3 separate regions of the Rattus norvegicus genome follow, and all the other regions are linked to region 1. A link is a contact called in public Hi-C data. All regions are on one chromosome and are shown on one strand. Each heading gives the region's core, a stretch centred on a gene start, on an enhancer-like site or on the middle of the called end of the contact. The rest is flanking DNA. Distances are from core to core; before and after follow the strand shown.

Region 1 (4,698 bases), core at 562-3,061:
CCTCCCTCTCCTAGCCACCAACACAATAAAACTGCGTTGGCAATGAGTGTAAAAGCACAACTTTAAACTTTGGGTTTGCTTAAAAAATGTGCCTATTGGCACACAGAGAACTGACACTCTGATCAGGATCGGGAATGAGAACACCACCGGGTGAGATGATCCCAACGGAGCCAGCCAGGGAAATAGTTTCTCAAAAGCAGTCCTCCAGCAAGAATTCTTATCATAGATAAGGGTGCAGTCTAGTGGCAAAAGTCATGAAATGCAGCCCCTTTTCCTAAAAGAACAGAGCACTTAGCAAGGGCAGAAGAGACTCCAAGAAGGGCAAGAACTCCCCAGACACCATCATGCTCTTGGTCATGTCTTTTTTACATGGGTGGGCAGTCTACAGACCACCTATCAGGTCAACTTAATTTTCAAAACAAACAAAAAGAGCTAAAGCCATCATATTCCTTCTTTCAAAAATTAAGTTTTCTTTCATTTTCCTACGGGGAGAATGGTCCCAAGTGCTGACCAGCGGTCTGGGGATTTGTGAGGCATGAAGTCCTGGGTGAGGACTTCTCATGTGGAGGCCCCAGGGTCCTGCCGTCTCAAATACCTCTGCACACATTAATCTTAAAACAAGGTCTCCTGCAGTCAGGTACCTGTTCGCTCCAGGATCTGCCTGCCCTGTTGTCAACCCCAAGAAGGTTATCACTTTAGTCTACCTTCCTTCCATTTAAAAGGACATTGAAGGTGTCTATGTCACCAGATAAAATTGACCACCCACAGCATTTTCTCCAGGGACTCAGTCACTGCTCCCAACAAAGCTGGGGCAGAAGGGGGGGGTTATCCTTTCTTGAAAGTACACAGTGCACACACACACACACACACACACACACACACACACACACACACACACGAGCTTCCCTAGTCATCTATGTAGGTGAAAGAAAATGACCATTGAGTATAACCAAAATCAGTATCCCACCAGAACAACAACGACAAGCCCGTGCCATAATCCCTCTGTCCGGACTTCTGATGGGGGGAGGGGTGTGTGTGCACACACACCCTCCTTTTCTCCTTTAAATTCATCTCAACGCCCCTCACCAGCTACTGTACACTACTTGTCCCCCAAACACAAACACACAGACAGGCAAACCTTCAATAGTCATTTAGACACTTTTTTTTCTTAAGTTGGAAATGACTTCTTGGGTAGGGTATACACGGCTAATAAGAAAATGTGACTCCTAACAGCCAGTGTCCGGGCTAGTTGTCCAGAAAACCCACTCGCCCCATTGTGTTCACCCAGCTCCTGACGATTACAGCCATCCACCCCTCCCTCTACTTTCTCCCTCTTCTCCTCTGTAGCTCGCCCCGTACCCCCAAGCCCTTTCCGTACATTCCGTGGGGAGGAGGGCGCTGTGCAGGGAGCGAAGGGGAGCCCCCGTGTCTAGAAGGCCTCTCCCCACCCCCACCCCGTGTGAGTTTGCGCTGCAAAGCTCCCTGGCATCCTTGCATGGGTTGGGTGTTGGGGAGCTCAAATTGCAGCTACAACTGGCTGGCAGCCAGGGGCCGTCTATTTAAAAGCGCCTGCTCGACCAGAGCCCGCAGTCTCTTTGGAAACTTCTGCCGGGGGTTTTAAAAGAGCTAGGAAAGAGCTGCAAAGCTGTTTGGGCTTTTTTTCCCCCCTTTTTTGTTCCTTTTTGTTATCCCCCTCCTCGGTCTGCACCCTTCTCCGGACTTCCTGCGGGTTTCGAAGAGGTGGTGGCAGAGCAGGAGAAAAGAGGTGTTGGGGTCCAGGTTTGGTGAGGTCTGAGTTTTTGCCTTTTTCTTTTTTCCTCTCCCTTGATTTCAACATTTTCCCGATCTTCTTGGCGCCGCCGACGCCTCTTACCTGTTCTGCGCAGCGGCGCAGCTGGCAGCTGAGAGAAGTGGGGGTGCGTTTTAGGTTTTAAGCAAAGGCAAAAAAAAAAAAAATTAAGCCAAATCCATTTTTTTTCCTTCACCTCTCCCCGTTTCAAGGCCTCCAAGATCATTATTTCTGTAGCTTTGGGGTGAGCGATTCTGTGTTTCTCTTCATCACCCCTCCAATTCTGCCCCGATCCCGCCTGGGTCTCCACTCACTGCGTGCACCTGGCGCGCCTCTTTTTTTTTCACCCCCAACCTGTTGCAAGTCTTTAATCCTTGCAATTGGGACTTGCGTGCAGGCACCTGAATCCTCCTTGCCTCATATTTTGCAAGTGTTTGGAGGACAGCACCTGCTTTACCTGCAAGAGATATTTTTTAAAAAAAAAAAATCTCCAGGCTCCCTCTTGGCCCCTTTCTCCACACACTCTCGCTCTCCTGCCCCGCCCCGAGGTAAAGCCAGACTCGGAAAAAATGGTGATCAGCGTGGTCCTCCTGCTGCTGGCCGCCTGTGCCGTGCCGGCTCAAGGCCTGGGCTCTTTCGTGCATTGTGAACCCTGCGACGAGAAAGCTCTGTCCATGTGTCCCCCCAGCCCTCTGGGCTGTGAGCTGGTCAAAGAGCCCGGCTGTGGCTGCTGCATGACTTGCGCCCTGGCGGAGGGACAGTCGTGTGGCGTCTACACTGAGCGCTGCGCCCAGGGTTTGCGCTGTCTCCCCCGGCAGGATGAGGAGAAGCCGCTGCACGCCCTGCTGCACGGCCGCGGGGTTTGCCTCAACGAAAAGAGCTACGGCGAGCAAACCAAGATAGGTGAGCGCTACCGGGATTCCAGTTGCACCACACGCGAGCTGGGGAGGGAGGCACCTTGGATGGGTGGGGACCCGGGATAGATTGGGAACTCGAGCGCTTTGCGCACGCCAGTGGCTTAGACCCTGGTAGCTCCTGGGAGTAGATGGGGTGGGTCCTTGCACCTCAGACTTGAATCCCTGGCAGAGCCTGCTATCCTAAGCTGCTGCCTAACTCGGCCTGTACCAGTTTACACTCCATCTCCTTTCAATCTCCACCCCAGCCTGACCCTCCCCCACTCCTAACTCGTGGCAATCCTGACTCCGAGCTCCTTCTGAGTCTCAAAGTCCAAATCCCTAGAATCCACTCTGAAAAAGAACAGGTTAAATTATCAACTCCCTTCTCCACCCCGCCCCCATACTTTTCTCCCTAAACTTTAAAGATTCTTTTGTGTTAAAGGTCATTCTAATTGGAATCTAGAGATGCGTTATCCATCTTCAGAGCTAATTCTACCTTGATTCCCTCCAAGCCTCACCCCAACCCCCATCTCAGTGCCTCCAGATTTACCTCTCCCTCCATTCCTACTTGCTCAGGGGCGCGCGCGCGCGCGCGCGCGCGCGCGTACACTCACACACACACCCCACATCTTTGACAACTAATGTCTTTTGGGTGACGGTATTGAGAGCTCACCCCCATGTACACTTGCTGCTTTTGAATTAATATGATTGACTATGATCGATGATAAAACACGTTAGACTGTAAAATGTCTCTTTTTTTTCCTCCCAGGAAGAGAAAGAATACTTCAGGAGTGCTGGGGTAGCGCGTGGGGTATGGGCTGAAAGAGTTTGGTGTTCTGTGCCGAATATTCGTCCCTGAATTTAATGCTTTTTTTCCCCTCCTGAATTCAGATTTTACTTAGGATAAAAGATGGACATAGGTTTGAGAGGTGAAGAGGGATGTGGGATGAAGACAGCCTCAAGTTCCCACTGGATGCTGGCCCTCTCCATCTCTCCTCCCTTTTTCCCCACTCCACCCCACCCTAGCACCCTCACCCTCCACCAATCACTTAAACCAGACTAAAAGTGAGTGTGGCTAAGTGCGTAAGAGGCCCTGGAAACACAGAATGCAAAATTCAAGGGGTGGAGACAAGAAGACTACGCTCTGGGAACCACCCCTCCGCTTGCCCTGCCCCCTCTTGCCCCGCCTCCAAATTCTCTGTGCCTGGAGTGTGGTTTAAATGATTGACAGAGCTTCTTGTTCAATCAGAACAGTTTTGCCTCGAGCTAGGGTTCTTTGGGGAGTTACCTTATTACATATTTTTATTATATTATATATTATATATTTATTTAAGCTTAACCAACAATGCACAAAATCTGGGCTAGGAGAGATTAAAAGCTATTGACTCTCTCCTAGAGGTCTTTAGACTTGGCTACATGTTTTATTTGGTTCCTTACAAAGATAAAGCCCTTCTCACCACCTGTCGTCCTCCATTACTCCAACGTGAGGTAGGGTTGTAATTTTTTTTGAACGCAAACTAAAGACCTATGGATTTCACCTCGTGGGAGGGTGCGTGAGTGCCCATTAGTAGGCAGCAGAGCTTGCGTGAGCTCAGCCTCTCTCCTCGGAAACTGTAGATTTGAGCTGTCACCCATGAGGGGGATGGAGGAGTACAAACTGCGGAAGCCCCTAAAGATCAATTTTCGCGCTTATTTCTATTACATTTCTGCCTACCGAAACCGTAGGAATCCATTATATAGCTACATGGCTTGGAGACAAAAGGGGTGGCTAGCAATCTAATCACAGCCGAATTATGCAAGTTATGACTCCTCAGTATCCCGGCCCACTTTTATTTGCCCAGCCAAGCGATAGATAGGGAGTATCTGGGATAGAAGGTGTGCGCTTAATGCACACGCACGCACGCGCGCGCGCGCGCGCAAATGCTGGGCCAGCAAAGAGGCAGCATCCAACTTCCCAAGCGGACCCAGTGCACACACGCGCGTGCACATACATGCACACACGTACGCACGATT
Region 2 (4,698 bases), core at 1,377-3,876, 230 kb before region 1:
TGGGAGTGTTCTGGGACTTTCTCCAGGGCAGACATTCAGATATTAAACACTATACAGGGTCAGAAAAGTTTACAGTGTCAATTTCAGACCACAGAACTTACTACCAGCTATCTCTCCCCTCCATCCAGTTTCCTCCTCCCTGTCCCCTTGGCCGGGTCCCCGTGTGGATTTCTTTGCTCCCAATATCTCCAAATTGTTCTGCATTATATTCACTGCACGCCGATTCGATGCAGCCCCAAGCTGCCCACTGGGTTTTCTGTGGCCCTTCCAGGTTTCATCCCCAGGTTTTCATCTGTTGGTCTTGGCTGGGGTCAGTCACTTCCTCACTTTTTTTTTCTGATTTTTTCCCCTGCACTCCCGCCCTCTACACTTTTCAAATCTCCTCTTTCTCATCTCCATCTCTGTCAGTGTGAACAATGGAGACTGCAAAGCTTCACCTAGGGTGAGCATGTGAGTCAGCGTGCCCATGAGGGAAGCTGAATTCCTCTCCACTAGCAACTGAGCAGACTGGCCAGGAGGCATGACAGAAAGAACGGATTTATTTTTCTAATGGTTAGAAACTAAGTGTTAGGACAAGTGACCATCAGGCAAGAGAAACAACATGGACAAAGAGAGGGCAGACACAGACAAAGGATGAAGTCAGATTTATAGATGTGTAGATAAAGGAAGTCAGATGTCTCTTTAAAAACTAAGCAAAGTAAAGTAGCCCCAAGCCCAAGCCTTGAAGTTGATCTTCAAAGCTAAATTCAGACCAGATGTCCCGGACCCACTCAACTGACTCTGCTCAGTTCAGGCTTTGATATGACCAAGTCACATTCGAGATCTGAACCTTCTCCTGCCCACCTTAGACATGAGTTGTGGATCCCTCCTTGCAGCCTTCGGAAAAGTGCTGAGCGATCTCTACACCTCAGGAATACAGAGAAAGGGCTTAAGCTCTCGGACTTGCAAGAGGTCGGCCCATGGAGAGAGTTAAAGAGAAACCTCAAGGCCATCTGCCTTCCCATTTGCCACAGCCCCTCCTCAGAAGCTTCACAATGGCTATTATGAACTTAAGGAAGCAAAAACTTCGAGCCAGCAGAAATGCATGCACACATGCAATAAGAAGAATAAATAGCTTATTATTATTAAAAGTTATAAAGAGGCATTATTTCTCTTTCTTTCCTGGGGAAAGTATATTTAAGGACCACATTAGGTTAAATATGCTCCCTGTTCTGTTCCAAAGTGTATGTCCACTCAGAACTTAGGAAAGTGACTTCAGTGATAAACAGGGTCTCTGTAGATGTAACTAACTTAAGATTATGTCATACTGGATTAGGTTGGGCCCTAACGTCAACATAACTGATATCCTTATTTAAAAAAAAAAAAAAAGTAAGCTGGAGGGATTGAGAATCTTTCGGAGCAAGCAAATCTCTAGGCCAGAAGCCTTGTTTTCAATCCCCATCGCCACATAAATGGGAGTCAACGATAGAATGGATTGTAATTACAGCACTTGGGAGGTAGAGGAAGGAGGATCAAGAAGTCCAAGACTATCCTTGTCTACATAGCAAGTGTAGAGACAGCCTGGGCTACATGAAAGTGCCTCCCCCGCCACACACACACACATACATAAAAGGGAAAGGAGAGATGGGGAGGACGAGTCAAGGGGGAGGGTTTAGGCAAAAGCAGATGCACAAGAAGAAAGGTTGAGGGGAAAGGTCACAGTCGACAGAAATGATGTAGCTCTGATCCAGGGAACACCAAGGATGCCGGCCACCATGAAGAGCCTGGAGAACCAAGGAGGAGCCCCTAACTTCAGCCTTTAGAGGGAGCACCACCGCCTTGCTGACACCTCGACTTCAGACTTTGAGCCTCCAGGACCATGAGAAAGCTATGGAGCCTGTGTGAGCCACTGGATTTGTGAGGCTTTGCCATGGCAACGTTAGGGAACTCAGCTGGTGATGGGAATCTTCTCAGTTGGCCACACTGACACAGGGGTAATAAGACTTCTCCAGACTTTGTCCAAAGATAGATTTCAGGCTGGGCCAAGATCAGGGTCCCCGGAGCCACGAAGCCACCATTTTGTTCTGCTGACCTCCTGATGGCCTGTCCCGAGTCTTTTGCCTTTTGTTAGGCATGCTCTTGGGGATTGCCTGACTGTGTGTCTGTGCCTGTCTTTTAGCGCTGTGTTTTATTTCGGTTTCTCATAAATATAGAAGTGCATTGGAGAGGAGCCCGCCTTGGCAAGCAGGCCTTTGGCAGTCCTGACAGCTTTGCATATCTCTCAAGTGAATTATGAGTGGGGACTGGGGACTGGGTTTCAGCCACCACTCCCTTGAGCCCTGTGGTCCTCCCAAAGAAAGCGACCTTTCTTCAACAAAACAGTCACTTACTGGAGGACTAAGGAGAAAGAAGAGGCTAAAATACACCCCCTTACAAAATTCTTCTTAAATGATGAAGAGAGTTTGCACACACCCCCTAAGGTCCCCACTCCTCATAAAACTCTTCTTAAATGACTAAGACAGTTTGCATGTTTGTTTACAAGAATTTTTTTTCTAGAAAAGAAAAGTAAACCCTCAGCACAGCCTGGTCTGGGGCTACTTCTAGTTCATGACTAGAAGAAAGTAATCCTTACCAGAAGCTAGAGTGACTACCTAAGTGTCAGAGCCTGTGAACTCCAGATAGATCTTTGAGCCAGCAGAATGTGTCCGGCCCACTGAGAAGTACAACCGGCCTTGACTTGACAGAGCCGTATTTCCCTTCCCCTGAAGTGACCTTGATATTTTCACTTTCCCAAACAAAATACTTGCTGCTTCTGTGAACAGTGATCACCATTTCTCTGTTCTAGGCACCTAGAACAACATGGCTGGAAAGAACCTGGGGACCCCTGGGGCCAGTGTTCTCCAAACCAGGGTGTGTGTATCACAGGCATTGAGTAAAACAATCTACTGGGGTGTGGGAAGAAAATATTGAACCTTATCGCTGTGCTTATTTTGTTCTCGAAAAAAATTATAGTCAAGACACATAGGCAGCAGTAAATCTATATAGCTTGCCAGCGTGTATATATTTGGACGTGGGCCTTTTAAAATTATTTGTGGTTGTAAAGCTTAATTAGGAAAAAATGCAGCTTACCCATTCTCGAGGTTTTTAAAGTATGTGTTGGAGGGTGTGGAAGAGAAGGGTTTGAGCAAGTGGGAAGTCTATGTATCTCCCTCTGAGCCTTATCAGGGAACTCCATCCTGTTTCTGTATCTCCGATCTCTGAGCTTAGGCACTTTTGTGATAAAGCACAAGTATGCCTCCCCCACTTTCTGTCTTATACACACACACACACACACACACACACACACACACACACACACACACACACACTAAACAAAATGACTAAGCTATTTCAGTTAGGAAAACTAAGAACCAGAAGAAAAGTGATTGCCCGGAGCCATGCAAGTCATTAGGGCCAGCGCCAAGGCTGCGACTCCCTCTCTGAGTCCAAGTCCACTGTGTTTAAGATGGGACCATGTGTGCAGCAAAGCACGTTCTCTGTCTGGGTGACCTTACATAACCGGGCAGAACGAAAGACGAAGAGGGCTGGGTAAGATGGAGTCTCTTTCTCCAGTAGCGATCAGCAACACCAGAACAGACGCAGACTGAACCTCCCTCGCTCCCTGCCCAGGATGCCTGTGTGAGCCGAGGCAGGGCTGGAACTTTTGCTCCTGACTGGATGCTCAACATCACATGCTAACTTGCCTGTCCTCTCAGGTCTCCCAAGGACACCCTCCCCAGAGAGATCCTGAGAGGCCTTCCACACTGATTTGAAATGGAGTTTGCTCCCGTCTGGGTCTTCAGAGGTCGCACGGAGCGGTGTGCTTCACGAGCAGAACGTATCGTTGGTGGAACTGCCCGTTCATTCTCTGCCCATCTCACTTGTTGCTACCAGCACACAAGGCTCAGGTGCTTCCTTGTCTTTTTTATTTTAACTAGTGTGATAAAAAATGCTCTCCATGAGCCTGAGAGAATGAGGGCAAGGGATTGGGGACCATCTTTAATGAACGTGTTTTGCATATTTAAAGAAACAATATGAAGAAGACTCAGGAGCGTAGCTAACAGTCAGTACCTCTGCTGTTCACCAAAAGGGTCCTGTGAGAATCAAGAGTCAACAGAGGTGTCCTCATGACCGAACTCCTTCAGGGTCCAGAATGTGTCTTAAATCTGCATGCCCAGTGCTTAAGAAATACTAGATATTTTAAAAACTGTGATCAGTAAGTCTGAATATTAATTCAGCTAATAAATGAATGAACGAACTCAGAAATTAGGAGCTCACTTGAGATAGGCCAGGAAATTTCATTGTGCAAGTAGGCTTTGACAGGTGGCTAGCATCTGAAGAAGAGGAGAGAATGTATTTTAGGTTGTGACAAGGTTCTGAGGCAGAGGCATGATTGGAACTAGAGAACCACTCTGATGGAGAAGCAGCATTTCTGGAAGGAGAGCTGAGGATGAGGGCTGAGAATACAGTTCAGGGCTAGAGGGCTTGTATAGCATGTATGAGACCCTGAGTTCAGTTCCCAGAGCTGCAAAAACCACTGTGAGCTGAGGATTGTCTCAGAAATCTCCAGCTTGACTCTAGCCCAGTGGCCCTCCACCTTCCTAATGCTGAGACCCTTTAATAAAGGTCCCTCGTGCTGTGGTGATCCCAAACATAAAATTATTTCCTTGCTACCTCATG
Region 3 (4,698 bases), core at 966-3,465, 180 kb before region 1:
CTGACAAGATGGCTCAGCTGGTAAAGACCTGATGACCTGAGTTTAATCTCCAGGACCCACTTGATGGAAGGAGAGAACTGCCTCTCACTAATTGTCTTGTGACAACCACTTGGAAAATGAGCTTTCTCTCTACTGCCCTCAACACATACATAAATAAATGTAAACTTTAAAAAAAAAAAACAAAAGCAGTGGGAACTGTGGCAGGGGCTGAAGGGCTTTATCTAAGTCAAGGTTTTAGAAGCTGGAAGTTTAAAGTTATCAGAAGGCTTGGTTTTCTGTTCAAAGGTGCCTCATTTAGGAGAATTCAGAGTTGTCTCCTCAGACCCTAGTAATGACTTCATAGGAATCTCCAGAAGATCATGGCAGTCTAGGAAACATGCAACCATGTACACAAATCAAGAGATTCACAGGTTGCCTGGAAGAGAGAAAGCATTGCTGACTGCTTTCCATGGAGCTGCAAAAGCTAAAGTCAACTGGCCTCTACAAACACGTGACTTCTCCAGCCAGCACATGGTCCGTCGTCTCTGAGTGCTTGGCTTGCCTCTTCCCAGCCTTCCTTCCTTTTCTCATTCATCTTTCTCAGTAGGTGACCTTTCTGCTCTAGGCCCACCCCAGCCACTTGGCCACTAAACCACAGGAGATGAGGACGACTTCCAGGAGAAAACAGAACAAGCTGGGTGGCCAGAGGGTGAGCAGTCCTACCAGTAAGCCACAGAGGGGAGATGAGTTTCTGACACCCAGGCCCAGAGCCCAAGGGGAATGGGGTGACTCTGCTTGTTTCAGAAACTCCTGTGTTCTCAGGGAAATTTTATCCATATGTTTCTGATTCATTAACACTTAACTCATCAAAATGCTATTTGGTAAGAGCCACTGGAAGCCGAAGATGCCTTGTAACCGCCTGTTTAATGAGCCCAAAGAGCTTTTACGTTTATTTCTTGAGAAAGGGGCAGGATTTATTTTTCTCCCCTCACCAAAGCCAGCAGTCATATCCTGTATAGTGACTCAGGCCATGAAACAAATCTTTGGAAAAGACCATGAGACAGGAAAGACGAAAGTCTGGGTCCTGGGCTTTAGTCTCTCTGGTCTTGGCCAATGAAACCTTCTCCAGTTTGCTGTGTTCTTGGAGCTTATTCATCCATAGTGCCTCTCCTCAGGTGGCACAGAACCTGATTCAAAGTCCCTACATCTCATCTCTAACTTTGTTCTTCCCTTCTCGCTCACTGTAGCTCATAGCTCACCTGGTGGCTGCAATAAGTAGACTTCGGTTTCCTCTCCTTTTCTCTCCCTGCCCCTCTCCTCACTCTTTCTCTCTTTCCCTCTCCCTCTCCTCCCCCTCTCTCTAGCTCTCTGTGTGTCTCTCTGTGTGTCTCTCTCAGAGACAGACAGACAGAGACAGAGACAGAGAAACAGAGACAGAGACAGAGTGGGAGTGAAAGATAGGGGTGTGACCAAGAAAAAAAGACAAATGAGCAGCTTTGGGTGTCGGTGCTAGCTTTCCACCTTGTTTGAAACTGTCTTGGTCACCACACTGTATGCCACTCTACCTGACCCGTGATCTTGGATTGCAGACATGCACTGCCATATCAGATTTTATGTAGGCCTTGGAGATCTGAACTCTGGTCCTCACACCAATGAAGCAGGTGCTTTCCCCACTAAGCAATCCCCGCCCAGCCCTGAATTCCTTTCTTAATGAAACTTTTCCAGATGAAGAGAATCATGGAACGGAAAGTGTAATTAATGCTTGCGTTTTCCTCTGCAATATGAGTTGGCTCACATAGAAAAGAGGAAAAATAGGGGAATATTGGAGGAAAAGAGAAATGGTCAGAAGTGGCCATCAGGGGAGAAAGTACCCTACTTTATTAACTGGGGATCCTGCAGGACCTTCTTGCAATTCCTAAATGAAAGAGTCACCTTCTTGGTGCATCTCTAGCCTGCCAAATCCCTAATTAGCTGCCCTTCCCAGATGCAGAAGAATGGCCGAGATGACCTTCAGAAAACCCTCATTCACCCCAGGGCTTTTATGATGCTCCTGTTAGCCCAGCTTAGCTCAGCAAAGTCCACTAAGAACAGAGGGCCATTATGGTATTCTTCTCTTAAGACCACAGCCACCCAGGGATGAAAAGGTCAGATGCCTTGAGTGCCCTCTGGGGCAGTGCACAGATGCTGGTGCTGTGTCACTCAGGGTGAAGACAAAGCCAAAAGAGTAACCATGGACTCTCCCAGCTGGTGAACCGAGCCCCTGCCCCCCAACCCCGCAGTTCTTGCTTATTCAGCCAAGCAAGAGACAGGGCTGCTTTGATTGTTCTGGTTCCTGGGCAAGAAGGGAAGGCACCAAATATGAATGTGGCGGTATGGATGCTGAGTTGACTTCTGAGAGTAGGGGAAAGAGCTATGTCGAGGGGGATATTGGAGTCCATAGACTCCCCAGATATAGAGAGTGGAAATAGTTTTTAGCAAGTATCTAAGTTTGGCTGTCACCATGCAGAGATGGGAATCTAGTCTTGCAGAATCTTCTCTCCCATATCAAAGTTCCAGTTAGTAGCTAAAACAAGCCCTGTGTTCATTGGCATGTCTATTAAATGTCTGAGTAAGGAGGAGAAAGCTGAGGCAGGAGACTTAGTACCTTCCGCTTAGTACTTAGTACTTAAGCTTGAGGTGATGTCAAGTTGCTTCTGCTTTATTCTATTCTGTGGGAGCAAGTTGGGGAGTTCAGCCCATGCTCAATGTGAGGGAGTCATAAAAATGATGTGGCTATCAGGCTAGGTGCTACTGAGTGGCCATTTTGAGGCTATCTTCCACATTTTCCTGACAGGCTAGGGAGGTCAGGCAGTCAGCAAAGTAGTTGCCTTGCAAACATGAAGACCCGGGTTCAATTGCCAGAGGCCATACAAGAGTAAAAAGCTGAGTGGAATGGCTCATGCTTCTAGTTCCATCGCCAGGAAGGCAGAGACAGACAGATGCCTGGAGGCTTGCTGGGAAAAAAATGGCACCCAAGGACATCCAAAGCTCTCCCCTATCTGTCCTTCACAAGCCCTCACATTTGTGCCCTCATATACACAGGCAGATGCACACACAAGCATACATTGTAGTTAACCAGTTCTGGTCAGTAAGCGTGGGAGCAAATCCTGTCATGTCTCTGGGATCTTCATTCTCCCTATTGATGACATCAAATGATTTCTCAGTTCCAGAGCCCTATGGAAAACCACTGGAAGGAAAATGACAAATTTAAGTGTTTAGTCTTTGGAGAGTCAAACACCCTTCTCATCCTCTATTTAGAAAGCTTTCCCAGAAAGTTTGTACCCAGAAAGCTGCTGCTTGGATAGTGTTCCTTGGGACGACTCTGCTCCTAAGCATGTCCCTCTGTCCTTTACCCTCTGCTTCCTGGAGTTTAACCTTCCTTCTGCCTCCCTGTTCCTTGTCCCTTTTTATCTGTGCTTGGCCTCTCTGGCACCTGATAGCAGCTCTTTTCAGGCCTATCTCTCTAATAACTATTATGCAATTTGAACAAGGAGTCCTCCTCCCTAGGTACCTGAGTGACAGATAATTTCCCATTACCCAGCCAGATCATTGGTGCTGAATATAGACATGGAGAGGTAATGTCTGGCTGCCCCATTCCTACACTAATCCTTCTCTTATTGTCTTATCCAATGCCCTTTTTGACTAGGACCATCAATTCAGAAAGATGCTAAGGAATAGGGAAATGATGTAGACATAAAAGGGAGGAGAAGAGAAGGACAAGAAGGAGGAGGGGATACAACTATTATCTAGAATAGAACTTGACACTGTTTTGCCTGACATGTGACTCCATGTCTTCTCCCTGCAGGCCTTCATTAATGTCCCCATCCTTATGGTCTAGAAGAGGAGACTCGAGTTCAGTGTCCAGTTAGTATACACAAATTAAGATTGAACTCACATCTGTCTTCTATTAATCTGAGAACCACTCTTAAGCCTTGCCTTACAGTTTTGAGTAAAACTTATCTGTGAAAATAAAAGAAAATACTGTCAGAATTCTAGGAGGGTTGAATCAACACTGACCACCCAGGATGACTTACTTTACCCCAACCTGGAGACAGTTATCTTCTTGGTGCCCTCTGTGGAATAAAGTCTCTCTTTAGTCCTTCATTATGACTGAATATCATCAGGGTGTTGTCAGAAGAAAGAACTAGAAACTTAGAACTTTATTCAGAAAGCTGATCAATCCTAATCCTAGTGTTCCTTCCCTATGACCAATGTCCTGCCGAACAATGCAAACAGATGATGTGGTGGTATATCTTATAGATGAGAGAGAAAACGCCTCACTTCACCTTCCCACTCTCCCTGACCTCTCTGTGGCAGCCCCCTGGGTCTGCAAGAAGGTACTTTGACTCATGATGACTTCTAGACCATTCACAGTATAGCTAAGGGGCCCATCTATGAGCTAATAGCCCCCACCAAGGCTTGAGGCTGAGACATCAAACTTCTCTTTAGAAGGGACTCTCCCAGCTTCTATCAGAAGAGTCACTGCTGACCACTGATGAGATCCGCAGCCCCAAAGTGACTGAAAACTTCTTTGTCTTCCTGGCATACTGACATGATACCAAAGCCCTTTCTTCCCAAGGGCACAGAATGAGTGCTCCATCTATTAAACTCTATAGCATGCCAAAGGACTCTAGGTAACCCCAAAGTGGTTTATGATTACAAGGCCCCACCATTATGTCA

The links. Hi-C and Micro-C count contacts between places; a contact is called where the count stands out from the background.
Region 2: a Hi-C map of psoas muscle shows a contact between it and region 1, with 5 times the contacts expected there. The contact joins the enhancer-like site here to the promoter of Igfbp5 in region 1. A contact is called at or near these places in 2 of 12 Hi-C or Micro-C datasets (frontal cortex and psoas muscle).
Region 3: a contact with region 1 is called in a Hi-C map of Schwann cells, with 12 times the contacts expected there. The contact joins the enhancer-like site here to the promoter of Igfbp5 in region 1. A contact is called at or near these places in 2 of 12 Hi-C or Micro-C datasets (Schwann cells and mammary epithelial cells).

What each region holds. Positions count from the first base shown.
Region 1 is chr9:81,911,300-81,915,997 of GRCr8, reverse strand. Igfbp5 (insulin-like growth factor binding protein 5) reads left to right here and starts at 1,811. Exons shown (of 4, transcript NM_012817.2): 1 at 1,811-2,692. The coding sequence starts at 2,359.
Region 2 is chr9:82,143,014-82,147,711 of GRCr8, reverse strand. No RefSeq gene overlaps it. Among named protein-coding and RNA genes, the nearest start is that of Tnp1, 100 kb to the right of the region's middle. Within about 2 kb of position 2,626, at least 8 of the 93 cell types and tissues checked have an H3K27ac peak or open chromatin away from gene starts, as enhancers often do.
Region 3 is chr9:82,086,773-82,091,470 of GRCr8, reverse strand. No RefSeq gene overlaps it. Among named protein-coding and RNA genes, the nearest start is that of Tnp1, 45 kb to the right of the region's middle. Within about 2 kb of position 2,215, at least 3 of the 93 cell types and tissues checked have an H3K27ac peak or open chromatin away from gene starts, as enhancers often do. A contact at or near this core is called in Schwann cells, where this site is marked.